Linked DNA regions of Sus scrofa: region 1 is linked to region 2. The links are chromatin contacts, called in public HiChIP or PLAC-seq maps. All regions are on one chromosome and are shown on one strand. Each heading gives the region's core, a stretch centred on a gene start, on an enhancer-like site or on the middle of the called end of the contact. The rest is flanking DNA. Distances are from core to core; before and after follow the strand shown. Region 1 overlaps ETS2 (protein C-ets-2). Region 2 has its middle 62 kb from the start of ETS2.

What was found. HiChIP or PLAC-seq counts read pairs in DNA pulled down with a chosen protein or histone mark.
Region 1: a contact with region 2 is called in an H3K27ac HiChIP or PLAC-seq map of alveolar macrophages. The contact joins two enhancer-like sites. A contact is called at or near these places in 2 of 47 Hi-C or Micro-C datasets (epiblast stem cells and liver) and 1 of 2 datasets of contacts at active chromatin or transcription factors (alveolar macrophages).

What each region holds. Positions count from the first base shown.
Region 1 is chr13:202,482,663-202,488,207 of Sscrofa11.1, forward strand. It overlaps ETS2 (protein C-ets-2), which reads left to right. Exons shown (of 10, transcript XM_021070986.1): 10 at 1-872. Among named protein-coding and RNA genes, the nearest start is that of ETS2, 21 kb to the left of the region's middle. Within about 2 kb of position 2,004, at least 16 of the 83 cell types and tissues checked have an H3K27ac peak or open chromatin away from gene starts, as enhancers often do. A contact at or near this core is called in alveolar macrophages, where this site is marked.
Region 2 is chr13:202,399,711-202,405,240 of Sscrofa11.1, forward strand. No RefSeq gene overlaps it. Among named protein-coding and RNA genes, the nearest start is that of ETS2, 62 kb to the right of the region's middle. Within about 2 kb of position 1,456, at least 1 of the 83 cell types and tissues checked has an H3K27ac peak or open chromatin away from gene starts, as enhancers often do. A contact at or near this core is called in alveolar macrophages, where this site is marked.

The DNA of each region.
Region 1 (5,545 bases), core at 754-3,253, 84 kb after region 2:
ACCTATTGTACAGAGCTGAAGGTTCGGGATGTGGGGGGGAGTCTTTATTAAACCTCTTGGATGTGAGCGAAGCATGATTTGTCCCATCCTGTTCACCTGTCGCGTCTTGGGCTTTCTGGATACCCAGCTGCTGCTTTCTGTTTCGAGTCTGCAGTTTCTTGCTTGTTTGTTTTCTTATTTTCTCAGACACAGAATGCCCGGAGGCAAAGAGAGGGTAAGCAGATGGGGAAGAAAAGGCATTGGGATCATTCAGCCTTGAACAGGGTGGAGACTTTTGTAGTCGTTCCAGAGGAACCCCTGGGTCAGTATGTGCTCCTGGCTTTGGCGAATGATCAAGTCGAGTTGACTTCAAAGTCAGACGGCCTTCCCTAGCAGCATGAGGGACAAGTGGGCCAGCAGTGACATCTGCAAAGAAGGATCGAACCATCCATGCGATGAGCGGGAACGGGGCATTGGGTGGTGGGGCAAGCGAGAAGGACAGAACCAGCACGGGGGTGACTCGGTCTCAGTCCTGACCCAAGATCCCTTCCCATGTCTTTAAGCACAGGATGTTTTTCTCACGCAGGACCTGTTTATCTCTCGGACATCTGTTTAAAACATCAACAGACATGTGACTGGAATATCTTGCTGCTGAAAGAAATCTCAGCCATCAGCTTGTTTTACGTGGGGTTGGACCCTGTGAAACTGCCAATATTTGTCTGTTTTATCTACAGGGTTGGCAGTTTCATGTGGTTCAACTCAAAGAGTTATGGGACATTAAAAGTCCCTTGTCAACCTTTGGCGTGGTAAAGAACAGAACTTAAGTATAAAAATTTTGTAATTTGGCTTTTTCTCTCTCCAATAATAAAGTATTTTGTTTATATAAACTCCTCCTCGTAAGGGTCCTCATGCTTTGTCCCCATCCCAACATGGAGTGGGGGTGCTGGGGCCAGAGCCTCTGGCCACTCAGCAGTTCTGTCGCTCAGCGTCACATCTCCCTGGAACTGGTCATACCCATCGCCTGGTAAATCGGGATCAGGCTGGAGCCAAATGTGAGCCCTTCCTGAGGGAATTCCCCAAAAGTGTTTCTTAAAGCAAAAAATTCTTTCCAGGAGAGATTAGAGTAGAAAGCTGCAGGCAGCTTGTCTTTGCTCAAAGTTTGGCAGAGGTAGATTTTAGGATGTTTCTATTAAGAACATGAGGATGTGGAGTTCAGGAACTTTTGTAATTGAGGCCAGGACTCCTAGAGCGCTGACGTTGCCAAGGTGACTTGCCAAAGACAAAGGCGATGGCCCCAGGACACCTGTGCTCACATTCATTCTTGGGCCTCCTTTTCACGCTCCAAAATCTGAGGATTCCAAAAACTAGGTGGATTATATCATTGGCGTCCTGGCACCCACTGGCCACAGGCTAATGGTGCAGGCCTCTTCCCCACTTTGCCTCAGTGAGGTGTTGGTAGCTTGAACTTGGTCGGAATGAGTATTTACACCATGGAAACTGGCAAACACTCCAACTCGGGGCTCCCCCACCCCCAACCCTTCTCAGGGAGCTGGTTTTACCAGCTCACCACTGGTCATCAATGTTAGAAATTAAAACAAACTTTAAAATATGGCTCCTTTTTAAAATAACATGTCCACATTCACATTTTTCGGAGAAATAATTTTTCCCCCAAAGTGAGAATGGCATTGTTTCACATGTTTTCAAATCTCTGATGTCTGGTTTAATAGCAAAGAGCTGGATTCTGATACTGGCTTCTGCATCAGTCTGTTGTGATACATTTTGAGGGAAATGAGGCCTCACACAGATCTGTGATTGGAAGAGGGAGGAGTGTTTATGAGCTGATAATGGCATATTGTTTTATAGTACACCTAAACCGACAAATGATAGTTTCTTAAAGGTTAATTGCTGTTAGAATATGAAACCGTATCAATAAACTTGCCTATGATTGCAATAAATTACGTTGATCCGTCTTGCACTTTGAGTGGATCTTTTACCCGTGTGTGATTTTGTAACACGCATTAGTCATCGGAAAATATTGCTTCAAAATGTTGACCCATTTCAACATACACTATCAAACTATCACAGTAGTTACTACCACCACTAATTTCACCAGAAAAAATCCCTGAGAAGCTATCAAGCTCACAGTGGCAGATGCAAGTTTTCAAAAAATTCAAAATTTCACTTGAAAGCTCAAATTTTATCATGGGCAACAGATATTCTAAGGGTTTTTTGTTTGGTTGGTTTTTGGGTTTTGGTTTTTTTTGCTTTTTAAGGCCACACCCGTGGCATATGGAGGTTTCCAGGCTAGGAGTGCAGTCAGAGCTACAGCTGCTGACCTATACACAGCCACAGCAACATTAGAACTGAGCTGTGTCTGCAACCTACACCACAGCTCACAGCAATGCCAGATCCTTAACCCACTGAGCCAGGCCAGAAATCGAACTGACAACCTTGCGGCTCCTAGTCGGATTCGCTTTTGCTGCACCATGACAGGAACTCCATTTTTTTTTTTAAATACCTTTTCCAAAAGGTATTTCATTTACTTTTTGAAATACCTGTCAAATACACAAGTCTGAATAAATGTAATTCATCAGTTCTTTCAAATACAAATGGTGCTTATGAATGAGGTGGTTAGTTTAGCTTGCAACTCAAACACACCACTGCATTTTCCGGGACAACCAGTCTACTTCAGTAGCACTAGAACTGTGTACCTTCCATATTATTACCCAGAAATGAAAAAGATGTGTATTTACTTATTAAGAAACTTAATTTTTACTACTTCCTCAGGGATAGTTTTAAAGAAAACTGGTATTTTTTTCCCCTGCGAGTACCTGGCAAAAAATGCATTATGATCCAGTGCAGTTTTACCCGCCTTTGATTTTGCACCATCAGTGCAGACATCAACAAAGTTTAAAAAGCAAATATTTAATTGTTATAAAAATATTTTGACATTGAGGATACCCCCTGAAAGGGTGTTGTCTTTGGACTTCACTTTGAGGACTGTTCTAGAAATCAGAGACTCTCACCAAGAACAACAGGAGTCGAAGCGGGGCAGGGAGGTGGGAAGATAAACATTTTCCCTTTGTCTCACTAATCCAGTGTCTGTATTTCCAATATTACCCTTTCAGAGCCAGTTGAGAGGAAGCACTTTTTATTTAAAGCAAAAAAATAATTCTCCAAATACCATATGCTGTAACCTATGTGGTGTCTGAAGAATAATACAATCTAATGTATATGCAAGACAGAAACAGACTTTCAGATAGAGAATACAAACTTGCGGTTGGGGGAGGGGTAAAGGGGGGGTTACAAGGGGAGGGGTATGGGGTTAACAGATACACTCTACCATACATAAAACAGAGAGGCAACAAGGATATGCTGTATAGCACAGGGAATTGTACTCATTATCTTATAATAACCTAGAGTGGAATATAATCTGCAAATATACTGGATTACTACGCTGTACATCTGAAACTAACACAATATTATAAATCAACGACACTTTTAAAAAAGTAATGAGGAGTTCCTGTTGTGGTTCAGTGGTAACAATCCCAACTAGTATCCATGAGGATGTGGGTTCGATCCTTGGCCTCGATCAGTGGGTTAAGGATCTGGCGTTACAGTGAACTGTGGTATAGGTCACAGACGCTGCCCAGATCCTGTGTTGCTGTGGCTGTGGCGCAGGCCAGCAACTGTAGCTCCGATTTGACCCCTAGTCTGGGAACTTCCCCTAGTCGCCCTAAAAAGACAAAAATAAATAAATAAATAAATAAAAATTTAAAAATTTATAAAATAATAAAGAAGTCTGCCATAAAAAAAGGAGAGGTGTTCCCTTGTGGCTCAGTGGGTTAAGGATCCAGTGTTGTCACTGCTGTGGCTCAGGTCACTGCTATGGTACAGGTCTGATCCCTGGTCTGAGAACTTCTACATGCGGTGGGCGTGCCTCCACCCTCCAAAGAATTTTTTAGTGTCTCTGTGATAAGTTTCCTTCACACAGGCTAAAGGGGACCCTGTCAATGTCTTTCCAGCCTCACTCTGTCCTTCTCCATGTTCCACTCAAATTCCAAGCCTTGTTAAACATGTATATTTTATTTATTATTTATTCTTCATTTTTTTTTTTTTTAGGGCTGCACCTGAGGCATATGGAAGTTCCCAGGCTAGGGATCAAATGGGAGCTGTAGCTGCTGGTCTAGGTCACAGCCACAGCAACATGGGGCCCAGGTCGCATTTGTGACCTACACCACAGCTCATGGCAATGGTTGATCCTTAACCCAGTGAGTGAGGCCAGGGATCAAACCTGCATCCTCGGGGATACCAGTCAGATTTGCTTCCACTGAGCCATAAAGGGAAATTCCTTCCCACCCCTGCAAAAAAAAAAAAAAAAAAAAAGTATTTTAAACACTACTATTTAAAAAAAAAAAAATATTTTCCTAAATAGTCAATATGAGGTCAAAATGAGATGAGGTTCTTGTCTTACAGCTTTTTCACATGGTGGAAAAAAAGCAGAACTAATTTGCCTTTAGCCCCTGCCCTCCTCCCCACGTCCTGGCCACTCCTCATATTGGTGACCGGAGAGCCACCAACGGTGGGCACCCACAGCACCTAGTGACCGGGAGCCTGATGGGGCTGTTGGGTTGGGTGCGTGAAGTATAGGGTGTGGGGCCAGCGGAGGTGGGCAGGGTCCAAGGAGAGGGGCGGGGAGGGGAGCAAACTGTTTCATCACCGCTTTTGGAAACATCTAATTGGCAGGAGGATTTACTGTGCTTCGGAACCAGACCTTGGGTTTTAGATCTCACCCAGCTGTGGTGCACTTGTGTATGACCGTGGGCACGTGACTTACTCTGTGCCTCTGTTTCCCGGATGGCAGTGGGTGGATGCACCTGCTGTTGGTGTCAGACTGTTGGGTGTCAGTGGCTTGGGCTCCATTTAAGTCATGACCAAGCCTTCCAGGAAGGGTTCTGCCAAGGACAGATGGCTCCTGACGGTCACGGCTCTTTTTCCAGAAGAAGCCCTGAGAAACAGCTGGTCCTTTGGTGACCCACCCAGGATTCAAACCCGGGTCTTCGGTTTCCTGGTGTTCTCTTGCCGAGGTGACCACCCACATTTTGTTGATGTCCTTATAACTACTACCCAGGGGCTCTCCCAGGCTTCCGTGACTGCTCTTGGCTTAAATTTTAATGATCTGGGAACCTCCCACCAGAGAACACACTGTCCTTATTTGTTTGATCAGCAGCTGGCAGTGGCTCGGCTCTCTCATCCAGAGCCTGGACCAGAGATTCATCTGCCTTTTCTCTAAGAGCAGAGCAGAGCAGAGGGTAAGACTCAGGCAGGGAAGGAGGAAACCCCTTATTGTGTAACTCTTTTGAATCATCTGGGCAGGGTTAGAACATGTGATGCTGCTTGAAACCTAACATGTGAGGAAAGACCATTTTTGGTAAGAGCTGGTGTGTTGACACCTTTGCAACTGGAATTGGTATGACCTCTGCCCATGTGCGATGAGTAACTGATGCCTCCTCGTCTACCAAATGCATGTTCAGATAGCAAAACAGCCCAGGATTGCCACATCAAG
Region 2 (5,530 bases), core at 206-2,705:
ATAGGTTTCCTATAGATATCAATGGACAAATTAAGGAAGTTCCTATCTATTCCTGGTAGGTTAAGATTTGTTCTCATGAATGGATGTTGGATTCTATAAAATGCTTTCCCTGCATCTACTGAGATCTTATTATTTTCTCCTTTATTTTGTTTATGTGGTAAATTTACAATGAAGTTTTTTTCAAGTGTTTCTTTCCCATCTTATATTCCTTTATTAAACCCAACTTGGTCATCATGTACTATCTTATTTTTATATTATTGAATTTGACTCGTTAAGATTTGGTTTTGGATTTTTGCATCTATATTGCAGTCATGAGGTTGGCCTGTAATTTTTCTTTCCTGTAATGTCTTTGTCAGGTTTTCTGCTCTTGTGAATGGTTGAGAAATGGTTTTGTTTTTTTCTACTTTTTGGAAGAGTTTTTGTAATTTTAGGGATATTCCTTTCTTAAATATTTTTTAGATTCCAGTGAAGCCCTTTGATCCTAAGGATTTGTATGTGTGTGTGTGTTTGGTGGAGCAGGGGATAGGTAGCCAGCATTAAATTCTGGATTCAATTATTTTAATAGTTGTTAGACTATTTGACGTTTCTTCTTTTACTTTTATTTTTTTTAATTTTTTTGTCTTTTTTTTAGGGCCGCACCTGTGGCATATGGAAGTTCCCAGGTTAGGGGTCGAATCAGAGCTATAGCCGCCAGCCTACACCACAGCCACAGCCTACGCCACATCTGCAACCTATGCCACAGCTGCAAACTACACCACAGCTCACAGCAACGCCGGACCCTAAACCCACTGAGCAAGGCCAGGGATCGAACCCACGCCCTCATGGATACTAGTTGGATTCATTACCACTGAGCCATGACAGGACCTCCTTTTCTTATTTTAAATGCTATTTTGGTAGATTGTATTTTCCAGGGATTTGTCATTTTTTTTTTTCTTTTTAGAGGCCCCCACCTGAAGCATATGGAAGTTCCGAGGCTAGAGTTCAAATAGGAGCTGCAGCTGCCAGCCCACCCCACAACCACAGCAGCTCGGGACCCGAGCCACATCTGCAACTTACACCACAGCTCGCAGCAACGCCACATCCTTAACCCACTGAGTGAGACCAGGGATCAAACCCACATCCTCATGGATACTAGTCGGATTCTTAACCTTCTGAGCCACAATGGGAACTCTGAATTTGTCTATATTATTACCTTAATTTTTAAATTTTTTGCAGGAAAGTTAGCCATTATATCCATTTACTATACTGTACATTGTAGTGCTAATGCCTTTCTAATTCTTAGAACTGGTATTTTCTCTTCTGCATTTTCTTTCCCCTTAATCTGTCTTGCCAGAGATTTATCAATTTCATAATTTTTTCTAAAGAACTTTGACTTTGTTAATTTATTCTATTAAGTGTTTATTATACAGACATGTGACTCATTCCTTCTTAATTTTAGTACTTCCTTTCCTCTCTTGCCAAACCCTGGCTTCCATAATTTCATCCCCATGAGGCTCAGCCTCTCTGCCTTTCTGATGCCATTGCAAGAATCAGAAAAAAAAAAAAAAAAGGCAGCCTGAGACCCAGGCTACCATCTTGGGATTTCATCCTCCCCTGCACCCCAGCCTGGTAAGCCCTGACTATTTTGTTGGCTTTTTGATGCTCTCAAGAAGATTTTTTAAAAATTGCTTTCAGGATTTCTTGCTATCTGGAATTAAACTAGCCAAGCATTACGACATACTATTAGTCTTCTAAACTTAACCCCATGCGTGTGTGTTGGGGGGGGGACTGCTTGTTTTAGTGGCACAATAATGTGTTGATGATAGACTCTATGTTCTGAAGAGTTACGTACATTTTCCTGTGCATCAACTTGAGGATAAGCAGCTACGATAACTGTAAAATTGTGTTGTTGGATTGAGATGGACCCTTACAGGCCCTGCTTTCTAAGGGACTCACAGGAAGTCTTTGCTAGTGAGATTATGAGACTAACATTGATCCAACCCAGATTCTGCTTTTTCCAGGTTATAGAGATCTTTTTTCCCCACTATCTTTGGCTTTTTTTTTTTTTTTTTTGGCTTTCCCTAGATCCTTCTGGTCCTATGCTTTTCTGCATGGTATTGCTTACCTTTCTACTTAAAGGTTTACAGATTTGTCTAGATTATGCTAATGTAATTGCTCATAATTCACTCCAAAGACTTTATTAATTGATATTCGTGAAAGTTTGCTCTTTTCCATACAGGCTTAGAGTAAGAGAAAGGGCTTGTCTTTGGATAGAGAAATCCTGAGCCTAGTCTTTGTTAGAATTCAATAGCAAGAGGAAGGTTCTCCAATCCACGCTTTTGGCTTAAAAAAGACACTTCTGAGTTGGGAGCTAGTCTGAAAATGGGTTTCCCCAAGTGTCCAGAAACATGAGCATTCTGCAACGTTCCCCTACCTCCTGCCCATCTTCTGCCACTCTGTTCCTTAGGATCTGATCTTTAACCCTTTTATCCGTATTTACAGGCGTTATGCTGCTTTCCCTACAGCTCGTATTACTGTCAGGTGGCGCTTTCATGGTATCTTTCTTTCTTTTTTTTTAATTGTATAAAATAATTTGTTTTCATTAGCTCAACGTTCAAAGATGCAAAGACTATTACATGAATAAAGTTATTGATTTTTTCCAGTAACCTCAAACATAATATCTTTTTTAAATATTTGGGTAATCTACAAAGAGATGGGACGAGAGGCCTGTAGAAAACATAGGCAGATAAAAGTCCTATAGTATTACATGAGAAAAAGAATCGCGCTAGAAAAAAGCGAAATCAAGTTTCTCTCTTGACCTTAAACTATGAGCTGGGATATATTGTTCCAACAGACCTGAGTAAATTTTTATTTATTTATTTATTTATTTATTTATTATTTTTTGGTGTATTTGTTTGTTTTTCTGCTGTACAGCATGGGGACCAAGTTACACATACATGTATACATACTTTTTCCTCCCATTGTTTTGTTGTGATCTAAGTGTCTAGACATAGTTCTCAATGCTACACAGCAGGATCTCATTGTAAATCCATTCCAAGAGCAATAGTTTGCATCTGTTACCCCCAAGTTCCCTATCCCTCCCACTCCCTCCCTCTCCCCTCAGGCAGCCACAAGTCTATTCTCCAAGTCTATGATTTTCTTTTCTGTGAAAAGGTTCATTTGTGCTGTATATTAGATTCCAGTTTTTTGTCTTTCTCTTTCTGACTTATTTCACTCAGTATGAGAGTCTCTAGATCCATCCATGTTGCTGCAAATGGCATTATGTCATTCTTTTTATGGCTGAATAGTATTCCATTGTGTATATATACCACATCTTCCTAATCCACTCATCTGTCAATGGACATTTGGGTTGTTTCCATGTCTTGGCTATTGTGAATGGTGCTGCAATGAACATGCAGGTGCATGTGACTTTTTTAAGGAAAGTTTTGTCTGGATATATGCCCAAGAGTGGGATTACTGGGTCATATTGCCCAAGAGTAGTTCTATGTATAAGGGTCATATTGCCCAAGAGTAGTCATGGGTCATATTGCCCAAGAGTAGTTCTATGTATAAGTAGTTCTAAGGTACCTCCATACTGTTCTCCATAGTGGCTGTACCAGCTTACATTCATGGTATCTTTCTTAATTATGGGATAATATCTCCCTCCATGAATGTTCCGACAAGTTCATGAACTCTCAAGAAGCCCAAGTTCCGAGAGTTCCCACAGAATAATGACAGGTTCCACAAGCCACAGAAATCTTCTCATTCTTTCATCATCATATCCTAACCACATTGCTTTTAAGGAGGTAGAAGCAATGGGAAATTTTCTGATGCCCTCCCACCTCCATTCTTCCTTTAAACCATCTATGTTCACCTGTGTGGACAGCCAACCCCTTGCCCTGCCACAGACCCTGCTGGAATTCCTATAAGGCAGTGAAGTTGTATGTGTTTATGAATATGTGCGTGTGTCTATAAAATAAAACAGTTCTGGAGTTCCCGCTGTGCTGCAGTGGGTTAAGAATCTGACTGCTGGGGTGCAACAGGATTGGCAGTGTCTCTGCAGCACCAGGACACAGGTTCAATCCCCAGCTCAGTATAGTGGGTTAAAGGATCTGGCATTGCCGCAGCTGTGACATAGGTTGCAGCTGTAGCTTACATTCAATCCATGGTCTGGGAACTTCTATGTGCCGCAGTGTGGCCATAAATAAATAAATAAACAAACAAATAAATGAAACAATTTTAAAAGGCTAAACAAAGAGACGTGTCACCCATAATCCCATCACCATAAAGCAACCAACATTAATACTTGAGTACTATTATCTGACTCTGAATATTTTGTCTTCCATATCCTCATATCCTCTCCAGGATTGAGGAATAGCATGACTTTTTTTGTTTGTTTTTCTTGTGAATGTCACAGGTGAAAAGCTAGTTTTTTCCCTTCAATACCCATTTCCTCAATTGCTCGTGGTACTATTTCTCTTTTTAGAAATATTTTTATTTTTTCCATTATAGCTGGTTTACAAGGGACTATTTCTTATAAACTACGTGCTCATTGGACTTGCTCTGTTGTTCACACCCCATTCCCAGTCCCATGGGGTTTCAGTGTATCACTTAGCCAACAAAAAGATGGAAAACAATTTTATGATATTTTATACATCACAATATTTTATACATGAGGATATTTATACAATATTTTATCTACCATAGTGTGAAATAAAGATGCAGGGCTTCATTTTTCAGCCCCAGCCTTCCACCATTTAGTGGAGCTAGAATCCCCAGTTCCCTCACCCTTGTGGGTGGGGGATCCCGGAAACTCGTGTCCTCTGCCTTCGAGGGGCTTCAGTCTCTCCCTCCCACCTCGTGCTTGTCCATCTGTTTAGCATTTGTTCACTCAACATGCATTTATGATGCCTAAATAGACCAGGTGCCATCCCAAGTGCTGGGAATAAAGGAAAGAGCAGGTCCTGGTGGAATTTACAGCCTGGAGAGAGACAGAGACGCCCAGTATGATAAACAAATGGATGTGTAATGTAACATAATGTTCCATTTGCTCTGAAGAAAAAAAGACAGTTCAAGGAGGTAAAGATTGACCAGGAGAAAGGGGTAGTAAGAACAACCTTGAACAAAATTACACGTTCCACCGTGCCCTGTTTTATGATCAGAAGAAGCATCATGACTGTGCTTTCTTTCTGAGGCCACACACACACACACACACACACACACACACCCTGGCAACCCCCTGACAGCAGTGACAGTGTCTGTCTCACGTCGGAGTGCCCTCAGCAGCTCTTAGGCCTGACTGATACAGTTTTGTTAAACCATAGAAAACCTTTTCAGGATGCCGCCATTCCTTTAACCTGACTGACCAGCAATTTCTGGAAGTTTCTGGAATTTTCTGGAGCACCTCCCCCTCCCATACATACCCTTCAGCAACCTCTGTCTGCCCAGTCAGGAGTTTCCAGGGCCTTCCCACAGGTGTCCGTGCTTATCTGATATTTACTGACTGCAGCTCTGTAAAATGATATTTGAGGGTTTGGAAGGTTTCACTCCA